Regions from separate parts of the Mus musculus genome. Here region 1 is linked to region 2. A link is a contact called in public HiChIP or PLAC-seq data. All regions are on one chromosome and are shown on one strand. Each heading gives the region's core, a stretch centred on a gene start, on an enhancer-like site or on the middle of the called end of the contact. The rest is flanking DNA. Distances are from core to core; before and after follow the strand shown. Region 1 overlaps Capza1 (capping protein (actin filament) muscle Z-line, alpha 1). Region 2 holds the start of Ppm1j (protein phosphatase 1J).

The links. HiChIP or PLAC-seq counts read pairs in DNA pulled down with a chosen protein or histone mark.
Region 1: a contact with region 2 is called in a BATF HiChIP or PLAC-seq map of CD8 T cells, with 12 read pairs. The contact joins the enhancer-like site here to the promoter of Ppm1j in region 2. A contact is called at or near these places in 1 of 39 promoter capture datasets (embryonic stem cells), 1 of 15 datasets of contacts at CTCF or cohesin (CD8 T cells), 14 of 484 Hi-C or Micro-C datasets (the C2C12 cell line, beige adipocytes, centroblasts and 10 more), 11 of 115 datasets of contacts at active chromatin or transcription factors (CD8 T cells, bone marrow-derived macrophages, craniofacial prominence and 5 more) and 4 of 9 other capture datasets (adipose tissue, embryonic stem cells, liver and 1 more).

The regions. Positions count from the first base shown.
Region 1 is chr3:104,837,075-104,842,703 of GRCm38.p6, forward strand. It overlaps Capza1 (capping protein (actin filament) muscle Z-line, alpha 1), which reads right to left. Exons shown (of 10, transcript NM_009797.3): 3 at 5,587-5,629; 4 at 3,754-3,817; 5 at 2,708-2,914. Among named protein-coding and RNA genes, the nearest start is that of Mov10, 22 kb to the left of the region's middle. Within about 2 kb of position 4,042, at least 6 of the 459 cell types and tissues checked have an H3K27ac peak or open chromatin away from gene starts, as enhancers often do. A contact at or near this core is called in CD8 T cells and regulatory T cells, where this site is marked.
Region 2 is chr3:104,779,553-104,784,761 of GRCm38.p6, forward strand. Ppm1j (protein phosphatase 1J) reads left to right here and starts at 1,504. Exons shown (of 10, transcript NM_027982.2): 1 at 1,504-1,857; 2 at 3,049-3,169; 3 at 3,575-3,862; 4 at 4,102-4,214; 5 at 4,491-4,575; 6 at 5,082-5,200. The coding sequence starts at 1,535.

The DNA.
Region 1 (5,629 bases), core at 2,792-5,291, 60 kb after region 2:
CAAGAGCTTATGCCTAAGTAATAGGGAATACACCAGAATAGAAAATAAAGTACACGAAGCCACCCTGAAGATAGAGGACAGTATAAAACCAAGAAGAAGGATCCTTCTGCTTCAGATGCAAGTATAATAGAAAGAGAAGGGGGTGGGATAGGGGGCTTGCAGAGGGGAAACGGGGAAGGGAGTTAACATTTGTAATATAAACAAATAAAATAACCAAAAAAAAAAAAAAAAAAAGGTATAATGGAAGGAAGAATAAGGTTTCTAAGTATGGAAAAACAAGAATAAAATTTCAGTCAGTCTCAATTCTAATTAGATGTAAGAGGTTAGATGCTCATCTGATAATAGAAAATGTCTGGAACATGTTGTACAGAAAACGTGACACAGAGTAAGAGAAAATCAGAGGCTTCTAAGGATGCTAAGGATGCAGGTTACTAGGATACTGTAGGCTGCACTGGGGCAATTCTATCACCTTCTGTAGCTCATGTAACTAAAAAGAAAAAAAAATAGAAAAAAAGGTCTGTCTCAATAGGATTCTTAGGTACTGAGCTCTCAGGCAGAGTGGTACAAACCTTTAATCCCAGCCTTCAGGAGGCAGAGGCAGGCAAGATCTCTGAATTTGAGATCAGTCTACATAGTGAGTTCCAGCCCAGTTAAAGCTGCATAGTAAGGCCCCGTCTCAAAAAAGAGACAAATAAAAATGAGGATAAACTTTGAATTGAAATAATGGTAAATTGAAAGTGTCTTTAGATTGGCCAGCTGATTTCCAAGAGAGAATGTATTGTCTCCTTTCCTGAAAAATGTTTAAAAAGGAAATCTGTACTTAGCTACAATGATGTGTTTCCTCTATTATTTAGAAAAGATAAAACATGTAAGAATAATGGCACCTTTCACTTATGTATAGATTACATTGTGCCAGACACGGTCCTAACATCTTTCATTAACTTACTGAATCCTCACAATACACTGTTTTATTATATAAATGAGGAAACTGAAGCACAGAGATGCTAGGTAATTTATACCAAAGGCCACACAACTAGTTAAGTGACTGGTTTAGGATTTAAACCACTCAAGAATTCATAGTGATCTTAACTAGCTATATCCCTATTATATTTGTCTTCTCTACAGATTTAAAAGTCTAACTAGTAACTATGTACTGTATATTTGAAGACTGCTGAGAGTAGACTGTACACAGACACAGACACACAGACACACAGACACACAGGTCAGGTGTGGTGAATGAAGCCTGAAACACCAGGACACAGTATATAGTCTTAGGAAGGAGGATCATCTCAAGTTCAAGGCCAGACTAGGTTATAGACTGAGGCCCCATCTAAACCAACCAACCAACCAACCAACCAACCAACCAACCAACCAACCAACCACCCACCCATCCACCCACCCACCCAGGGGGAAAGTTAATATGTTCCAAGTTTCTACACTCAACTTGGTTATACCACAAGGTATATTTCAAAACATCATGTTATGCATCCTATAAAGATACAATTTTATTTACTAGCTACAAAGTTAAAAATGCAGGCAGGGGGCTGGTGAGATGGCTCAGTGGGTAAGAGCACTGACTGCTCTTCCAAAGGTCCGGAGTTCAAATCCCAGCAACCATATGGTGGCTCACAACCATCTGTAACAAGATCTGACTCCCTCTTCTGGAGTGTCTGAAGACAGCTACAGTGTACTGACATGTAATAAATAAATAAATCTTAATTAAAAAAAAAATGCAGGCAGGCCTGGTGCAAGTCTGGGTTCCCAGCATCTTGGGGCTTCTTAGACAGACAGACTAAAGAGTCATTGTCAACCTAGACTACAGAATAAGTTTCAAGGAGAGCCTGGGCAACTTAGTGATCCTGTTTCAAACTATAATGACAATTGGGGATACAGCTAAGCGGCAGAATATTTGCCTAGCATGTGCCAGTCTCTAGGTTCTGTCTTTACTTTAAAAAACAAAAACAAAAAAAAAAAACCCACAAACAAATAAACATCAAAAAACAAAAAACAAAAACAAAAAGCTAAAAACCCAGTAAGCTAAGCATGATACAATCAACTATAAATCCCACCACCCACTCCGCACTCTCAGTAGATGCCTCATAGTCCAGGCTACCCTCTAACTTTTGTAGAGTGGACAACAGCCTTGAACTCCTGATGCCCCTGCCCCTACTTTCCAAATGTTTTAAGATTACAAGTATATTATCAAACCTGGTTTTAATAACTTTTTGATGGGTAGAGGTGATTTATTGTGAGTAAATAAGAGAAATATAAAATGTAATATATGGATATTTTAAAGTGTTATACACTGAGATTTTAAAAACAAATTTTCTAGGGCTGGAGAAACTGCTCAGTAATTAGGAGCATATACTACTTTAGCAGAGGCCCTGGATTTAAACCCTGGAATCCATGTCAGGCGGCTTAAACATCTGTAAGTGCATGTTCAGGGAACAAATGTCTCTAACCTCCAGGGGCACCTGGGCTTACATGCAATCCCTCCCTCCACTCATACTTAATTAAAAAACAATAAAAGCAAATCTTTAAGAAAGAAATTTCAAAAATTTAGAAATTATTTAAGGAATAAAATAAGGAGATGACAATAACCAAGAGAAAAGAAGTAAAGTCTGGTGGGGCAAAGGTTCAAAAGGGTAAGGTAAGCGTAAGAAAAGTAACTTTAATCTGTTCTCCGAGGGACAGGCAGATACTTAACAGTACAGAAGCCGTTGGAATAATGATCTTTCACATAGGCTCTCAGAGCACTGTCACACGACTCCCTCCAAGACTTCAAGCCTCCATCCACATCCTCTGGCTGCGGGTCACTTGCTTCTTTCCGTAAATGATCAAACTTAAAGGAAATTTGGTTTCTTGGATCTAAAAATCTGCTGTTACCAAGGTCACCATGCTCTGTAATTAAGACCTTCCAGAGAAGAATTACAAATATAAGTAGTTCTATAAAAAAGACAATTCTTATGTTTTGCAAAAAGAAATAATATCCTAAGAAAATTAACTTTTAATTTCTTTTCCACAATGACTTTTAAAGCACGTATCATTTTTATTCTCATAAAAATAAAACAATGTTTTCTTCCTCCCAACAATACCCTTTATATCTTGATTTCTAGCTAATGTATTATCCATGTATATATATTTATACTAGCACACCAATTCTCATGTATTCATTTTTACATATTTTATAAAATTTTTCAGGGCCATTGTATTATTGTGAGCACTTAAGTAATACAGCTACATGGTCCAAAAATGTACTAAATGAAATCCTTTTCGTGTTCCTATCTCCTAAGCAGCAGATTCCTTGAGTAACTTAGGCTAATTCTAAATTAATGTCTCTGCTATTTTTGTTAGACTTCCTCTGCACTGCTCTGGAACCTACATGTCAAGTCAATGGCACTCTTTTTTCCTATGGGTTGGTGGTGGTGGGGAACCCACCTAATATTACCAGAAAGAAGATTTTTTTTTTTTTTTTTTTTTTTGGTTTTTCGAGACAGGGTTTCTTTGTGTAGTCCTGGCTGTCCTGGAACTCACTCTGTAGACCAGGCTGGCCTCGAGCTCAGAAATCTGCCTGCCTCTGCCTCCCAAGTGCTGGGATTAAAGGCATGCGCCACCATGCCCGGCTAAGAATTTTTAAATATGTAGACTATTTTAAAAATCAAAGACATAAATATATTAACAGCCAATTTCCTATCTGCTCTGGCTTTTACATCTCTACTACCCGGCACAGACCGTGGAACAGGCAGTCATTACCTGGTCATCGTAGCCTTCTATCTTCACGGGTGTGAACTGATCCATGTTATACTGGGCAAATGCACTAGTTAAAGAAAGAATTGAAAAAGTCAATAGTATCTCTACTTTAGCAGCTACTTTAATCCAAACACTTTGAAGCCATCCTTAACTGTTCTTTCTGACACTTTATCTCCAACCCACAGGTCTAAGAGAAGTGTGACCAGAATCTTACTCCCCAGGCTCGCTTCTCCTCTGAACTATCACTGCCTTGCCTCACTGCAGCCTCTGCCCACTTACAACGTTACTAGAACACATAGCTGGTAAGTAAGTATTCTAAACCCTAAGTCTTACCACATCATTCTCTATTTCACTTACCAATGTCATCTCATTCAAAATGAAACTCACGCTTTAATGTGACATTTAACATCCTACCTATACTACAAGTGCTAGGCACTATCAGGGAATGGTACTGTGGTTAGAACCACTGGCTCCAAAATACAAAAAAGAAAGTAAATCCTAGGCCGATCTAGTGTATTATCTTTACCCAGCTACAATAAAGCCTCCTTCTGCTTATACAGGAAGCAATAAAGATGGCGAGCATCACTGAAACAGCATGTACTAGGCACCAACAAGAGTCTGGTCAAGAGCATTTCATTACAGAAATAAAAGTTAACTTTTCTTCCTCTCTTTTTTCTCCCCTTTCTCTAGTCCAGGCTTCTCTGTGCAACCTTGGTAGTTCTAGAACTCACTCTGTAGACCAGGCTGGCCTCAAACTCAGAGATCTGCCTGCCTCTGCCTCTCTAGTGCTGAGATTAAAGGTGTGCGCCACCACTGCCCAGATAAAAGAGAATTTTTTATTCCCATAAAAAAACTTAAATAATTGGACTCAGGAAAAAACAAAACAAACTTCTTTAATATGTAGGTTCTCTAAGAAATCTGCAAGACTTTGAACACATACACACACACACACACTCACATACACACATATACACTCACACACACACACTCACATACACACATATACACACACACTCTCACACACTCACATACACACTCTCTCTCACACACACTCACTCACATACACACATATACACTCACACACACACTCTCTCACACACACACACTCACATACATACACACACACTCACACACACACTCACATACATACACACAAACTCACACACACATACACTCACACACACATACACTCACACACACATACACTCACACACACACACTCACATACACACTCTCTCTCACACACACACACTCACATACACACATATACACTCACACATACACACTCTCTCACACACACACATACATACACACACTCTCACACACTCACACACACATACACACACACTCACATACACACACACACTCTCTCTCTCTCACACACACACACACACACACACACACACACACACACACACACACACACTCTCACACACACACAGAGCTTTAGTGTCTGTGGGTGTAATTAAAGCAGTCAAAGCATCTGAACTCTGTATTGGCGTAACCATTCCTAACTGGAAATCAGGACATTTGAGTTAGAGCAGCATTTTTCAACCTGTGGGTCATGATTATGAATTAATATGGCTATGGACTAAACACTGTTGACCATGGAGTAACAAACAAACAAACACATTCTTTTAAGAGTCTATTCCCTCAAATACATGGTCATAGCTGTAACAGAAAACCAGAGACTAATTGCTGTCTGTTACTGTCACCAGCTTACCCACTGTTAGAGGGATGAACGGGGCCGCTGGTCTGCAGTGCTGACCCACTGAGTACCTTGCCCAGGCTGGCCGAGCTCTCTGACACCCACCCGTGGATTTAGGAGGTACTTACTGTGCTGCCCCTTCCCTGAGGAGATTGTCATTGTTAAGCAGTA
Region 2 (5,209 bases), core at 254-2,753:
TTTTTTTTCTCTCTCTCCAGTCTTTGGCTTCCCACTGACATTATCAGACAGTTGGCTTCAGTTTTTCTCAGGAAGAAAACACTCATAGTGGCAGTATGCATGTTCTTTGCCCCTGGCTGCCTTTGAGTCTGATTTTATCAGTCCTCCCCACCTCTACCCTGGTGATTTCATTTTTCTCTGCCCTGCCCTTCCCCTACCCCCAAACACAGACCTAATTACAGCAAGTTTGTACTTTGAATGACCACTGTGTAATTTTTATTTAGAAGTGGTCGAGAAAGGCGGCACAGGTTAGCCCAGGATATGAACAGGATGCACATAGCTGGGTGCCTTGAGGTGGAGTCTCAGCTAAGAACAGGGAGTCGTGGTTCCCTCAAGGAAGGGCCTTGACTTCTGCTAAACTGTGTGTTGGGGATAGATGAAGGAGTGGATAGTGATCAACTCTCTAAGCCCAAGTATAAGGACAGAATTCTTTCTGAATCGGGTCAGTAATCCTTCCCTAGAGAGAAGACAGAGAAAAACAGCCCCTCTGTGTGAATCGTAGTGGGCTTTCCTGCGACCCACACACGCTTTTGGCCTGGCCTTTGTCTCCCCCTGGCGGTAGCCAGAGAACTTGCTCAGCATTGCTTTTCTGCTTGCAACCTCAGGGTGGAAATTTAGGAGTCCCGCTCCCCTCTGGGCCTTTTTCCTAGTCCAGAGAAGCCAGTATCTGTAGCAGGTTCTGACATGGGTATGAATCTCTAAGTGACTGCGTGAATCTTAGGCAAGTCTATAAAAGAACAGGAGACTGTCTACTCCTACTTCATCTGTAAAATGGGTGTAGCTTACCTTGCATCGTTTTGTATAGTGATCTAACAACTAGACCGTGCCTTATAGAGGGCCCAGTGTGGAGCAAGCCCTCAATAATCATATTTATTTACTATGTCGTTAACCTTACTAACTGGCCAGCAGACGTCTAAATATGGAGGTACGGTTCTGAGAAAGTGGGATGGAAGTGACAATTGTTCTTTCGAACGTGGAGGTGACCTTTAGGAAGAATAGTGCCTTCAGGCTGCCTGGCCTGGTTAGCACCGCGACTAGCACCAGTTCTCTCTGCTCTCGACTCTGCAGCCCTAACCCAAAGTGTTGTCACACCAAACCCTTCACACCCAAGAGGATGTTTCGCTCTGAAGTCATCAGCTCTATAATTCTCCATTCTGGCTGGCCCACCCCCAACCGAGCGCGAGGAGGCTGCCTCGCCCACCCTCGTCATAATGGGCAAATTCTAGCGGATTAAATCTAGCGGATGTCTAACCTACAGCATGGTTGAAATATTTCCTTCGTTCCGCTTCTTTCCCACAATAGACCCTTCCCCTTTGACACTCAGGCGGGACAAAGCAGGGATGCGGAGGCGAGGAGCGGGTGGAGCAGTTCCCGGGTAGCCTGGAGCCTGGGGAAGTTTGTTAAGGACCAGGAGTGGGCACCGCCCACCTGGAACCCTAGGGGCGGGGCCTCTCAGGGGGCGGGCCCACGGTCGAGGGCGGGGCACGGAGGCAGCATGCTAAACCGGGTGCGCTCAGCCGTGGCGCACCTGGTGAGCTCGGGTGGCACTTCTTCCCAGCGCTCCAAGTCCCCAGATCTGCCCAACGCTACCTCAGCGCCTCCCGCCGCCCAAGAAACACCTAAGAGTTCCCGGGAGAAGCCTGGGAACCAGGTCGGCGCGCCCCAGAAGACCGCGGAGACTACTGTGAGCTTCTCTCGACCCACCTTTCTGCAGCTGAGCCCCGGAGGGCTGCGGCGCGCCGACGACCACGCAGGCCGGGCTGTGCAAAGCCCCCCAGACACCGGCCGCCGCCTGCCCTGGAGCACAGGCTATGCCGAGTGAGCGCCCCGGGGCTCCCAGACGAGGATGGGACTCCCATTCTCCCGGGAGACGCATCCCGGCTTCAGGAACCATCCCAGGAACCTGCACCCCTCCCAGACATCCCCCGGACGGGGTGCAAATTCCACGACCTTCTTCAGGACCTTGTTCACCCTGCCCCTCGTCGACTCAGGACAGTCCCCACCCAGGGAGGGCGCAGGGAGCACCGCCGAGGATGAGTTGGCGGGTTCCAAGTCGCGGCCCGCGGTTCACAGGCTAGGGGAGGGGAGGTTTGAGAAGGACTAGTTCCTTTTGCCAGGGAGATCGCGGGTGGAAAGACTCGCTCATCCGCTTCCTGGCCCCAGCTCCCCAGTTCCCTGTCCTTCTTACCGGTCCCCTCCCCCTCCACACCCAGAAATAGCCCGCGACACCAGAAGGCCTCTGGCTTCCCGGGCGGGGGAGGGGTCCGCCCGCAGAGCACGACGGTTCCCTTTGGTTATGGGTGTGTAGACAGATAGGTGCCGGTAGAGATCAGCGTACTCTCAGAACCTGTATATTTTAAAATCATCTTCGGGGAAAGCCAAGCCAAGCCACCAGGGGAATGGGGGCACTGAGGTCGTGGAAGGAGGTGGTGGGTAGCCCCGCACCTCCTCATTAGCTTCTCCGTTGGAAGGGGTTTGTAGCTAAGAGATTCCTGCCCAGTCCAGGTGGGTCTACATACCCTATTTGGGCCGGAGCGCTTACCCACTCTTAAGAAAAACCGGAACTTTCACTGGGTCGTTTTAGGATGAGGGTTAATGTGTGCATGAAGGTGAAGGTGCCATGAATCACTGTCTGAGCTGGTTGAGACTGGAGGTGGGGTGTAGTATTTTGACCAGCAGGGGAGTAAAATTTACTGTTCCTGTTTGGCCACTCCCACCCCCACCCCCAGCACCACCTTCCGGAAAGTCTCCTTAGCCAAGGATGGAGGAACTGAGGCAGGCAGTTACTGTTGCGGGCCTTTCTATGAGGCTGTACGTTCTGCCGCCAGACAGTACTTCTTGCTGGCCCTGCCTTCTCCTCTTCCCTCTGGCTTGGAGCCCAGGCAGCTGTGACCTTTTTCAGCTTGGCCAGCGAGCAGGAGAGGATGTGTGTGTGTATGTGAGTCTAAGGTGGGGGTTATTCCAGGACCTAGTCTGGTGTCTAACCTGGTGTGGGACGCTCTCTGGTAGGGTCATCAATGCTGGCAAGAGCAGGCACAATGAGGATCAGGCTTGCTGCGAGGTTGTGTATGTGGAAAGTCGGAGGAGCAGGAGCGTTACAGGGGTCTCCAGGGAGCCTAGCCATAACCAGGTAATACTCCATCCCCTTTCCTAATCTCCAGAGATGCGATGGCACCTCTCCCCTGGGGTTTCAGGCATTGGTTCTAAATGGGAGAGGTGTGGAGGTTCTCCCTCTGTCACAGAAGCCCTAAGTGGCTTCGATTTGATTAGTTCTGCTAGGAAAGTTTACTATTCCATTTCACATGTGACTGTTCATGCACTTATGGATGATTAAACTAATCAGTACTGACCTTTGCATTCTTCATGTTTTGAACTTGGCTCCTCTTTCTCTTGACACAGTAGGCTGTGCATGAATAAGTGAATAGATCTAAATTGCCTTGATATCACACTCAGATCTCCCATGTGATGGTTATATGGCTGCTAACCTGCCCTGTCTCCCTCCATCCCTACCGACTTCCAACTTTTTCTTCACCAGGGCTTCTGCTTTTACTACTGGGGCCTGTTTGATGGGCACGCTGGTGGAGGAGCAGCTGAAATGGCCTCCCGGCTCCTGCATCGCCACATCCGGGAACAGCTCAAGGATCTAGTAGAAATACTTAAGGATCCCTTGCCGCCTCCCCTCTGTCTCCCATCCACTCCTGGAACCCCAGGAGCCCCCAGTCCTTCACAGTTGGTTAGCCCTCAATCCTGCTGGTCTCCACAGAAGGAAGTGACCCATGACAGCCTGATAGTAGGAGCCATTGAGAATGCCTTCCATCTCATGGTGAGTGGATGGCCTAGGCCAATAATGTGCTAAGTAGGCATTCTAGTCAACACTGTGAGGTGGAGGTGGGTGGGTGAACCCTAGAATCCACACTGCCTTTGAGAGCCTGAGCGGAGCTTGGTCCTGTTACCCTGTGTGGTCCTCTTCTCTTCCACTCTGGCCTGGAGAGGTGCAAGGTGGAGTAGGTGACTATGTGCCGCAGGTTTTTCTGTTTCCTTTGACCCTTCCTCACCTGGCAGGATGAGCAGATGGCTCGGGAGCGGCGTGGCCACCAAGTGGAAGGGGGCTGCTGTGCACTAGTGGTGCTGTACCTGCTAGGCAAGATGTATGTGGCTAACGCAGGTGACAGCAGGTGAGTGGGAAGAGGGCTTTGAGAGTGGCCGTAAAAGGGGAACATCCTCCCTAGGATGAGGGGAATGCAGAGAGTGAAGGGGTGCTGGGTTAAGTATTAAAGACCGCAGTGATCAGTAAGATATAAGGAAAGGTTGCCATATCCACGGGGGACGGAGAGATGAGGACCCAGGCAAGACATCATCAGGCTCATTATGGGGAGGGCCTGGTCCTCCTGCATGGAATTCTCCACTCAGACCGAGAAAGCCAGGTCCAGACTCTTTCTGTCTCTGGGCAGGGCCATCATTGTCCGAAATGGGGAGATCATTCCGATGTCCCGGGAGTTCACACCAGAGACGGAGCGCCAGCGTCTTCAGCTGCTTGTAAGCAGGGGCTAAAATCCCTATCCCTGGTCTTTCCTCTCAAGCCTTTCAAAGCTTCCCACTGGGAACTTCCTGGGAAGGTGCTGCGTGGACGTCTGTGGGGTGTTGGGTGAGCTGAAGGGGTAATGCAGCCGGAAGGAGCCTGGGCTGTCTGTGTAGCCCCAGGAAGGAAGTAGAGTCAGAGGTGGGGGCGGGGGTGAGAATAACAAAGGCCGGAGCAAGGGTGTGTTATCTTCGTGCATCCTCTCTTGTGGTCTCTCTATCCTGATTACCTGGGGTTGAATCCTATGTTGCTAATTGTGTGACCTCTGACAAGCCCCTTACTCAATTGTTTGTGCTTTGCTGGCTTCTGTGAGGGGCGAATGAGTCCATTCATGCTAATATTAGAGGAGTGTGTGGCCTGCAGTAAATTTTAAGGTTTAGTTATAATTTAAGAGCTACACATTGGCTAAGGGTGCGATATAAATGAAATGGCCTCTCTCCTGTCTGGCCCTTCCTAACCTCAGGGCTTCCTGAAACCAGAACTGCTGGGCAGTGAGTTCACCCACCTTGAATTTCCCCGAAGAGTTCAGCCCAAGGAACTAGGGCAGAGGATGCTGTACAGGGACCAGAATATGACTGGCTGGTAACTTCC